2 separate regions of the Zea mays genome follow, and region 1 is linked to region 2. The links are chromatin contacts, called in public Hi-C maps. All regions are on one chromosome and are shown on one strand. The core of a region is the stretch at or near the end of the contact, and the rest is flanking DNA. Distances in the headings are between cores, read along the strand shown. Region 1 holds the start of LOC110485087. Region 2 holds the start of LOC100280619.

What was found. A called contact is a pair of places that touch in the nucleus more often than the background predicts.
Region 1: a contact with region 2 is called in a Hi-C map of ear, with 4 times the contacts expected there. The contact joins the promoter of LOC110485087 here to the promoter of LOC100280619 in region 2. A contact is called at or near these places in 2 of 25 Hi-C or Micro-C datasets (ear and tassel).

The regions. Positions count from the first base shown.
Region 1 is chr3:128,493,206-128,499,426 of Zm-B73-REFERENCE-NAM-5.0, forward strand. LOC110485087 reads right to left here and starts at 4,313. Exons shown (of 2, transcript NM_001353000.1): 1 at 3,790-4,313; 2 at 2,625-3,109. The coding sequence starts at 4,229. The coding sequence ends at 2,764. LOC100272685 reads right to left here. Exons shown (of 6, transcript NM_001365772.1): 6 at 5,822-6,184. The coding sequence ends at 6,068.
Region 2 is chr3:128,149,740-128,155,326 of Zm-B73-REFERENCE-NAM-5.0, forward strand. It overlaps LOC100280619, which reads right to left and starts at 4,318. Exons shown (of 1, transcript NM_001367136.1): 1 at 3,362-4,318. The coding sequence starts at 4,225. The coding sequence ends at 3,545. LOC100381984 reads right to left here. Exons shown (of 3, transcript NM_001361569.1): 3 at 4,638-5,587.

The DNA of each region.
Region 1 (6,221 bases), core at 3,063-5,562, 340 kb after region 2:
TAAATTTTGGTGGTTGAATTGCCCAACATAACTGATTGGACTAACTAGTTTGCTCTAGTGTGTAAGTTATACAGGTGCCAAAGGTTCACACTTAGCCAATAAAAAGACCGAGTATTGGGTTCAACAAAAGAGCAAAGGGGCAACCGAAGGCACCTCTGGTCTGGCGCATCGGACTGTCCGGTGTGCCACCGGACACTGTCCGGTGCACCAGAGGACTCCAACTCAAACTCGCCACCTTCGGGAAAATCCAGAGGCGCTCCACTATAATTCACCGGACAGTCCGGTGTACACCAGACAGTGTCCGGTGCTCCAGGGAAGAGCGGCCTCAGGAACTCGTCAGCTTCGGGAATCTCCAACGGCTAGTCCACTATAATTCACTGGACATGTCTGGTGTGCACCGGACTGTCCGGTGTGACAACGGAGCAACGGATATTTCGGCGCCAACGGCTACCTGCAGCGCATTAAATGCGCGCCAGCGCGGGCAGAAGTCAGGCACGCCCATACTGGCGCACCGGACACTCTATAGTACATGTCCGGTGCGCCACCGGACATCCAGGCGGGCCCAGAACTCACAGCTCCAACGGTTGGAACCCAACGACTTTGGTGACGTGGCTGGCGCACCGAACATGTCCGGTGTGCACCGGACTGTCCGGTGCACCATACGACAGTCAGCCCCACCAAACGGCTGGTTTGGTGGTTGGGGCTATAAATACCCCCAACCACCCCACATTCAAGTCATCCAAGTTTTCCACTTCTCAACTACTTACAAGAGCTAGGCATTCAATTCTAGACACACCCAAGTGATCAAATCCTCTCCAATTCCACACAAGGCTTTAGTGATTAGTGAGAGAGATTTGTCGTGTTCTTTTGAGCTCTTGCGCTTGGATTGCTTCTTTTCTTTCTCACTTGTTCTTGTGATCGAAACTCCATTGTAATTAAGGCAAGAGGCACCAATTGTGTGGTGGCCCTTGCGGGGAAGTTTTGTTCCCGGTTTTTTATTTGAGAAGAGAAGCTCACTCGGTCCGAGGGATCGTTTGAGAGAGGGAAAGGGTTGAAAGAGACCCGGTCTTTGTGACCACCTCAACGGGGAGTAGGTTTGCGAAAACTGAACCTCGGTAAAACAAATCCTTGTGTCTCACCGCTTTACTTGCTTGCGATTTGTTTTACGCCCTCTTGCGGACTCGTTTATATTTCTAACGCTAACCCGGCTTTTAGTTGTGATTAATTTTGTAAATTTCAGTTTCGCCCTATTCACCCCCCTCTAGGCGACTATCAAGAAGCAATCGTTGAAAACAGCTTAAGCACGCCGTCGAAGATGCTCTATCGAGGGTGGATGAAAAGAAAGGAAAACAAAATGTAATGGGCAGCACGATGGGTAAATATTTTGAAAAGTTAGATGGCAACACATTAAAATCTGAGAGTCAATCTAGGTAGGAAAGCTCAACCAAAAGTAGGCTGACCATTTACAATACGTCGTATAAAGGGTCGTGCAAAATACTGTTTTATACGGTAGATTACAATATTTGGAGAAAAAAAGTTTGAAATAGTGAGTGAGTAGGAAATCTGCTGAAAGTAGTCTTAGACCATCTCCAACAAAAGTCATAAACAATGTCATATTTTGAAATATAGGACTCTAACTCAAAAAATATGCTCCAATAGGGAACTTACTTTTAGAAAAAAAATCATTAAACAATTATAGGGCTCGTCCCTTCAAGTATTAAATATAGTACCTCGTATATTAAAGCTCTATCCTCATTTTATACACTATTCCTAACCTTTATTTCGTAAATAAAATGATTTATTTTCTAATAATATGATATATATAGCTCAGCTGTTGGAGCCGCAAACTTTTTTTAACCCTAAACACTTTAATCACTTTAATCAGGTGCCATTTCAATTTTAAGGACTCAAATATAGAATTTCTGGTTGAAGATGCTCTTATAAATTATAAAAACGTTCATGATGTATTTCTATAATGTATTTCTTTGAAGCGATATATGTTTGTTATATTTATAAAAATATTAACCAAGTTGAAATAGTTTTAACTTGTGATTCTAGAAGTTAAGTTGATTTAATTTAGGAGGGGAAAGTACTTACGCCGCTACAGTACACGCCGGGCGCCCCCTACGAGTCCCTCCAGCCGACGGGATTCTTCACTCCTCTAGCAGTATTCATTGCATATGCCCCTTCAGCCGACGGGATTCTTCTCTCTCCCGTCACTCCTCTAGCAGCATTCATTGCATATGTTGGATGGCCGCGAATAATTGTTATTAGATAAAAATTGATAGTAAATAAAAAGTAGGTATAAGAAATAATATTTTATGATTATAGTGAGATACAGATGGAGAAATTAGGGAGAACTGTGTTGAAATTTAAATTTCTAGGCTCAAAATCTGTCCAGCCGTCTATCAAGCACCTCCCAGTTCCAACAATCTCTATAACTCAGCCGTAATGAAGTTCAGGGTAATTACCACTTACATTTGTTTGACAAACCATGCACAACCAACGTTAAGGAACTCAGAAATTACACGATCGGAGACAACCGTTCAACAATTCTACAACAACAAACCAAAATGCAAACTGAGAAAAGAGGCATATATCATTGAGCACCAAAAACTTCTTTAGGCATACTTGAAAATCCATACAGATACCACAAAAACTGACACAATGTTTCACCATAGTACCATCCATAGCGGAACACGTCCTTTTTAACCATCTAATAAATCACAGCAGAGGGATAGATAAAACAAGAACAACAATACTCTAGGTGGCCTTGTCAGCCTTGGAGGCTGTGGCAGCAGCCTGGCCTCTGAGCCTTCCAGTCCTCCTAGCCGCAATGAGACCGACCTTCTGGCCAGGGGGAGCATCGCGGCGGACAGTAGAGGCGTGACCGATATGTTGGTGGTTACCTCCTCCGTGGGGATGCTCCACGGGGTTCATGGCCACACCACGGACCTTGGGCCAGCTGTTCCTCTTCACACGGTACTTGTGGTAGGCGTTGCCAGCCTTCAGCATCGGCTTCTCAGTCCTGCCACCACCGGCAACCTGCCCAATCATGGCACGGCAGCTGCTGGGGACAATTTTCTTGGCACCAGATGGCAGCTTGATCCTGTAAAAACAGAGCAAAATTAGGAACTATTGTTTGGGATAGATTATAATATATATATATAGACAACTACACTAGAACAATATTATCTTCTGCCACATTAGAACATCAATAGGCAGCAATATTAGGGCTGCTTTGGTAGACAGGAAAACAGAGGGGATCCATGGCTCCATTTCCCGTCCACCAAACCAACCCTTAAGAACTTGCAATATCTACATGGTATTCTACAATGGAGGTATTCTACAATATGTTCAGCTGTAAAAATGTAATATTAAGGCTGCCATCATCAGATGAGAAAAAAACTTACAATTTCATAAGTATAAACAATCGAGATGTGTAAAGCAGCACAATAATATCACAAAATATACGAACAAATCAACTTCAAATGCCTACAGAACTAAATATACCTCCATAACGCAAGAAACTTCCTAAACCTTTCCTATCGAAACAACTAGAATGTGGCAGATATGTCTACTATACTAGAGCACAATTCGAAGCGTTTTGTTCTAAAATTGTAAAAATACTAAATCTAAAGCCACAAGAACAGAGCTAAACTATTTTCAGAATGCTACATGAATCCTAACATATCAGATAGTGATACAAGTACTCATAGTCGAACTACCACATCAGGTCTCATCCTACGAATGAAATAGAGAAAGGAGGGATGCTGATGGTGTTAAGACCTCGAGGTTCCGTTGTCAGGGTTGTGGCTGATCACGATGGCGTAGTCCCCAGAGGCCCTGGCGAAGACACCGCGGTCACCAACGTGGTGCTCGACGTTGCAGACGACGGCACCCTCGGGGATCCCGCGGAGCGGCAGGACGTTGCCGATGGAGAGCGTGGCGCGGCGGCCGCAGTAAACGAACTGGCCGGTGTACATGCCCTCGGCGGCGACGAAGAGCTCCTTCTGGTGCTTGTACCTGAAGGGGTGGCGGAAGGTGACCTTGGCGAGCGGGGCGCCGCGTCCGGGGTCGTGGATCACGTCGGTGACTACGCCCTTGAGGTACCCGTTGCGCTCGCCGAAGTCGAGGGAGCGGAACCGGGCGGGGCCCTTGCGGTGGTGGGTGTGGGACTTGAACACGGATCCCGCACCCTTACGCTGCGCGCGGATCACGCGACCCATCTTGCCCGGCGGCGGGGAGGAAGCGGCGGCGGCGGCGGCGCGGCGGGAAGAGGGTGCGGAAGTGAGCGCGGTGCGGCTAGCGTTGGACGAGAGAGAAGAGAGAGCATTATATAGTGCGTCGTGAGGGTTTGGGGAGGGTTACCCTACGGCGGATGGTGGAGATGAGGTTCACGGCTGGTTTGAACCGTCCGATGAGTGATGGGACCGTCGTGTCAGTGTATTGGAATGAGCGAGAGACAGAGAGGCTGCGGGAGGAGAAGAGTGGGCTGGTTCTCATGGGCCATCTGGGTGAAGTTGGGCTCTTTAAGTGAGCAAAACAGCCCAAATCCAGTTCAGCGGTCATTCGTCCTGAGCGAACGCTCGTCTCACTTTCTCAGCATGGCTTGTGCCTTGTGATATCTCAGCCCGTTCTCCTTTCTCATTCCTGTACTGGCTAGCTGCAGAGCGCAGTACGCTGCCGTGCTTTTTTTTTCCTTTTTGTACTCTTCAGTTTTTTTTTAACGTTTTCTCTTCTTCTGATCTGATCTAGGATCTTATGTTCACAAATCTCAAGTGCGTATGTTTTTTCCACAAATCTGTTTACACGTAATTTATACTCACAAATCTTGCGTGCACAAATTTCTTTCACAAGTCTTGTGCGTATTTTTGTCATAATAAATCTTGTGTTTGTTTCACCATCTCGTGCATAATTTTATTCAGAGATGTTATGTTTCACAAATGCTATGTGCGTAAGTTTGTTTTGTGTATGTTACATTGCATGCTAATATTACAATCATTGAAAAAGAATAAGTTATCAAAATAAGGTAAATTTTCTTTTCAGCTATTTTTTCCGTCTAACTCCTAACTACGGGCTAGTTTGGGGACATCGTTTTTCCAAGGGATTCTAATTTTTCAAAGGGAAAATGAACTAATTTCCTATGGGAAAATTAAAATTCTATAGAAAAATGGGGTTTCCAAACTAGCCCTACCTTTATAAATGTAAAAGTTAGAATGGGCTGGTTCACACACATATATATAAACATGGGAGGCAGAGAATAAGATACTTTTCTCTTCTTCTCTCGTGTAGTCAATTCTTGGGAACCTTGGACATTTAAAGCCAGCAACATGATTTCAAAACTTGGGAAAACGATGACAGCTTGTTCTGATTTTAACACTTGGGAAAACAATGACAACTTGTTCTAATGTACATGTACTGGCTATTTTGATTTGCAACAGGTGCGCTCTAGGCTGGGAGGTTCTTTTTTGATTGGGAAAGCATTACGTGGCTGGGAGTAGAATTTGTTTTAGCTTTCTTTTTCACATTATGATTTGGTTGAAAACTACGTTCCCAAACACCTCTATGTATTGGATACTGTGGTATTTAAAACTGAGCTTATGTCATGGCTTTGAAATACCATGGTATTTGAAATACTGTGGTTTTGAAAAAATGCGCTCCCAAACAGGGCCTAACTATTAAATATGTGATCTTCAACATGCATGGTTCAGATTAACGGCAGTTGCAATGTCATGACCATTGTCAGCTGAAAACGTCCCACCAAATGGTTCCTCTCAATTTCACGGCACCACGCACGAAGCACAGGAACAACGATCATATCAAAATGTTCTTCCAAGCAAAATTAACTTTCCTAGTTACAGGTCCTTCGAGTTAAATCTCTGACAAATAGAAAGTTATAAGCAACCAAAATTATAGGTGCACTTTTCTAACTGATGAATACTTCGTTGCCGTTCATGGAGTGGTGAGTAAATGTAAACTTAAAAGCTTTCGCACAGCTCAAACTACCAAGAGTTCCTCCAGGCAAAACCACCAGCTACACCGTCAACTGCGACCTATAAGTAGATCAGCGTCTCTTCTTGCTTGCCTTTGAGCTGCTCTTCGACGGGCTCGCGACAAGGTAGATAAACAGTCCAACAAAAGAGACAACAGACACAAGTGACCCGTATTTCATCACAAGCCTCTGCACATGGATAACAATTTTTTTTGTTAGTGTCCAG
Region 2 (5,587 bases), core at 3,068-5,567:
CTGACACTTGTATCTAAAGTTTATGTTTGCTTTATCTTTTCATTGAGCCGTTGATTGATCCTAGAAGGTTGTGTCTGTGTGTTTGAACACAATTAAACAACTGCATTCATAGGAAAAACATAGCATCTGTGGATATCGTTAAGGCCTTGTTCGTTTGTGCCGGATTGGTGGGTCGGAACGATTACTAACCGGATTGTTTCTCTAATTTATACAAACTTTGATTAGCTGGAATGATTCCGGGTGCAATCCGACACAAACGAACAAGGCCTAAAGGATAGTGCAAAACTTCTCTTTCTCTAATGCTTCGGAGGAAAAGAGAGGGACTAAAATGATGTAATCATATTGCTCTTTTGTTATTCTTTTTATGATTTTGGTGGGTCACTGCAACCGCAAAGAGTAGACGCCACCATAAGATGCCTATGCGCCATTGGAGAGCCATAGATTTGGCTGCCGCAAGAGTGGGCCATCACCAAACAAATCGACTAACAACGACCATAGGCCTTCACATGGCAGTAGCGACTGGAAGTCTGCTACAACCCGTCGCGACCACAACGATCGGCTGTCGACGAGCATGCTCGGCCTACCAGCACCCTACATGCTCGGCCTCGACGATGACGGAGCGCGCACGCGGCGTGGTTATAAATAGCACATGCCTAGCGGCTGGTCTGAGGCATGGTCCGTTTTATAGTGCCTGAGCCGATCTGACATGAGCGCTGTATCCTGCTCGAGTCATGGTCTCGATCCGTAGTGCTAATCTGGTCCAGTACGATTATATTTTTTATTTTTTAAAAAATATATATTTATAATTTATATTTAATATTAATCACATCCAAACAAGTGTTCTATTAGTTCGTCATCTTCATCCAGCGTCTCCCGCCCTTCTTCTATAAGGGTGTGGATTCGAAATCCCCCTCCATCACCGTTTTTAGCATTTTACTATGATTTTACCAAATGACCAACATGCTAACAAGCCAACTCGGCACGGTCAGTAGACCGATATGTCGTGTCTGTGCCAGAGTTGTAACACGCGGGTCGATCCGACATGGCCCGATTATTAGTCGGGCCTAGCGGGCCCGTGCCGGGCTGCCCGTTTGGGCATATATAGGTGTGGTACGCCCACCGGCAACCGGCTTGCGTCAACACATGATGACACCTCTGCAAAATGTGTGAGTCCTTTCGGCCGCAGTCGTTGGCGATGCACGAATGGCCGCTAGTGCAGTGCTAGACGAAATATTTGTAGCTCGCTCGGTGTATGGTTAGCTTCACTTAGTTTGGATCGACTCGTTTGAATTTTTTTCATGACCTGAAATGACATTTTAGCTCGGTTTACTAACGAGTCACCTCGCGAGCTAAACAAGCTATCAAATTTCAGCATAACAGTGAACATTATATGTACGTGTGGTGCCTATGTCATATGAGTTAAACTGATTATTGATGAACTATGTCTACATATTAAATTGGTCTATACAACTATGACTGTAGGTTAAACTAATGAACATGTGTGTGAATTTTAAATTGATGATAAATTGATGAGTGATGAGTTGTGTTAGTTTGTTGTTACATTGATGATGTATGTGGAACTGTAAGTATAATTACTATTTTCTGTTGTTAAATTGGTTTGTAATTAACTATAAATTGATTATTATATATATTGTTCTTTTTTTCTAATATGGCTTGTGAGTTAAATAAGTCAGCTCGAGCTTATAAACGAGTCAAATCGATCTGTCTCTGTGGCTCGTTAGCTTAACAAGTCGAACCGAGTCAGTTCGAACTCAAATGATCTGAGCCGAGCTAGATTGATATCCAATCTTAGATAGTGCGACATTGGTAGCCTCGGATTCGACAACGATCGGGATGCAGAAGGGAGAGCCCGCCGCTGCGTTCATAACCCATGCACGAGCTGACGGTGTGCTCTCTGGGCTCTGGCGACGCCGAGACGGAGGCCTTTCTGAGCCTATGCAAGATGTGTTGGTTGGGGCAAGGAGTCAAGGAGCGTTGCTCATGTGTATCAGCTCAAAAATAACCTTGGTACACATTATAGCAAACATAAAGAGAAAATATATAATTTTAAAATAAATACAAGATAAATTTAAGGTAGATGTTAGCAAAATTCTACTTCACCCTGGTAACCATGTAGCAGAGAAAGCTAACGTGGCTTCGCTCCCTGTCTCCAACTGTACATCAGATCCAGATTATTGTTTTCATAATTCGATGGAGCTTCGCATATTTAGGGCGTGTTTGTGACCCTGTCCCTGGCCAGCTCGGCCCGTTCAATTGGTCCAGGCTGAGGCTAGCCTGTCCCGGCTACTGCAACTCACTTTGTTTGCGCACTTGTACCATATGAGCCTGGCTCAGACGAGCTGGTGTTTGTCACCCAATATGCAGCCAGGCTAGAAGGCCAAAACTACCTAAACGCGGAATCCTTGCGCCACGAGCAGCCAGGCTCCCAGGAAACGGACCTTGAGCTCGTTTCTGTGGAGCCAGGCTGAGAGGCTCAATTTGCACGCGCACAGCCTGGCTCCCGAGCCAGCCAGGCGACGCAAACACAGGAGTTGCAGCCCGGGAGCGCAGCCAGGCTGCTGGGCCATGGCGGCAAACACGCCCTTAGTCTCAAGGGGGAAAATAGAAGCAAGGTGATGTCATGTCGTGCTTTCGTCTTCGACACAATTCTGCTTTGTCGAAAGATGGTAAGACATGATGACGCCGACATCAGTCATCGGGGGATGTGATATCCGCAGCTTTTGCTTTAACCCTTTTCCTCTCGGGTAGAAGCAAGGTATATATGCCAAAAGAGCTACTAGGGCCGTGAATGAAAATGCTCCGTGGATTTTAAATGTCTCAGTTTAACGGATCTGGATTTTTATTCACACCCCGTTTGGATTCTTTCATTAGAGAATTTGTAATTTACTCAATAAAGTAACTTATTTAGTTTGGAATTTGATATTCCACCACTTCCCAAACTTCAGATATGAATCTATCTCAAATTCATAGTGTGGAGGATGGGAAATGATTTTATGCATTAGTAGAATTTATTTCTACTGTTTAACTTACATGATATTCTTCGTCTCACTTCTTTATAGTAAAAATATATCATATAAATATCTCTGATATCTTACTAATAATAATATAAAAATATATTTTACATAAAATCGAATTTGCTTAATTGATATATAACTAAATCACCATTATTAGAATGGAATTAAATTTCAATGATGCAAACGGGACGCCAAGGAATTTTGCAAGGAAAAAAAGGGCATTGTTCAGAAGAAATTATATTATTGTCGTCTGCAAGTGCAAGCGGATTTATCGATAAGCTCGTGAATGGGGAGCATTTTAGCTGATTTTTTAAATTAAATTTATTAGAAATGTAATGCTTTTATTAAAAAATATGTAATACGAATTTAAACTTGAAATTTTGCTTAAAAACCACCGGGTTACACGCGTCGAAGCCTAAGCTAACAAACACACGAAAGCAAAAAGCGTGACAAATAACGATTCAACGAAGCGGGGCCAGTGGAGCTGGACGTCTGTCTCGGCCAGTAGTCTAGCTGTCGGCGACGACGGTTCGGATGGCCATCTCGGCTTCGGCGGCAGCGGCGACACCGCCTGTGACGATGGTCGCCTGGCAGAAGACGACCTTGAGCTCGCCCGGCGCGCGGCAGCTCTGCGGCACGGGCTCCACGTCGGTGGGCGTGGTCCTGGTGAGCGGGCACCGGCTCTTGAAGTACTCCGGCGGGCCGCGGCACGCGGCGCCCTCGGCGGCGCGCTGCTGCGGGGGGCAGTCGCAGTTGAGGTCGACGGGGCACCCCAGCGCTGGGCACTGCCCGCCGCCGGCCGCCTGCGGGCTGACCACCACGGGCGCGTTGAAGCCGTCGGCGAGGCTGACGCTGTAGGCGGCCTGGTCCTGGTTCGTGCCGTCGTGGACGGTGACCTGCACGACGGTGGCGGGCGGCGCGGCGCCCGTCCAGCAGCCGGACGCGGCGGCGTCGCAGCCCGTGCGCGCGGCCACCCGGCCGGCCCAGAAGGTGGGCGGGAAGGAGAGGGTGAGCAGCGCGTTGGGGTCTAGTCGCGCGGTGTTGTCGGAGATGGAAGGGAGGCCTGAGTTGGGGGTCACCAGAGGCCACACCGGGTGAGGGCAGAGGTTGTGGATGGTCAGCGTGGTCGCCGTCGTGGAGCTGGCAGTGGCAGCGAGGAGAAGAGCGGCGAGGACGATGGCTCTGGCCATGGTCTTCTTCAGCCCTTGACAAAGCTGGTAGGCCCCTATAGCTGGTTGTGTAGTGTTATTAGGCGTGAGTTTGTGAATTGTGATGGCAATGACAAAACATCAGACAGCTCTGCCTGGCTTTTATAGGCGAGCTTAGTGATGCGACTAGCGTCCATGAGAAGGGTCAATAGAGAAAAGAACTTCAATGCTAGTAGTAGATTTGGCTACGGTTTTCAATATACTCCTACACGGGCTAGGATCGAAAACCGTTTTTTATCAATTCAAAAAAAAAGAAGAAAAGGACGGTCATAGCAAATTAGAAGCAGACAAGTTGGGTGGGTAAGGATATGGGCAGAGATAAAAGCAAGATAACAAGAAGCATTCTACCTTTACTTCTTTACCTACATTTTACTAAATTGATTCCATGTTTAGATGAAGCTGAGAAAAAGAGCACTCACGCTTAACTTTGCTCATATGCTCTGCGGCGGAGCACCAGCCAAATACAGTAAATATTACCAGTGGGTCTTCTCCACACCATGGTACAATTCATAAACCACACCCAACTCAATTTGCCTCTGCCACCAGCAAGAACCACTTCAAAGACCTATATAACTCTATCTCTGTTTCTTCACCCACACAGCTCCTCATAAACCGAAATGGAGCAGCATGTATGTAGATTACCAAAAACACGGTGGAAAAAGGCACAAACACGCGCTGCTCCGATAACACCGGGAAATAAACCAATGCACGCACGGACCTGACTTGTACAAATAGCGTGCGGTAGCAGACCGGACAGGACACATGTTTTGCCCCCAAAGCAACTCTTACAAAATAGACCGACCAAGAATGAAATGCAAAGACAATGCAAGCGGCCAAAGGGAAAAGAATGCTAGGAAATTCACAACCTACCAGCAGCAGCAGGGAGGATATGTCTGACATAAATGGACTTGGCCACCCTGATCGATACAAAAATAATCCTGTGACAACGCGATTCGAGCCCGCTCTTTCTTACTGGAGCAGCAGCAAGAAACTGCGCCTTTTGTCCCACGTGGCCATCTGACCAAACTTTGATGCATGGGATGGATACAGGGGAGGAAATGATGGGCCACATATCATAGGCATGCCATGCACAGGAATCTGTGAGCATGTCATGCGATAATAGAACCTCATCTCACCTCCAACAAGACATGAAGGTTGCAGATGCATTTGGCGAAAGTTAGTGGGCGGCCAACTTGAACCCTTCTTTTCCCGCCGAAGCGGGGCGCGGGTTGACACATGTACTGATGCATGAGTTAGTGGGGACCCTCCGACTCTGCTGTAAAGATGTTGGACTTCACCGAAGAGCAGGTCTGGACATGAAGCAATTAAAGACCCAGGCATGAT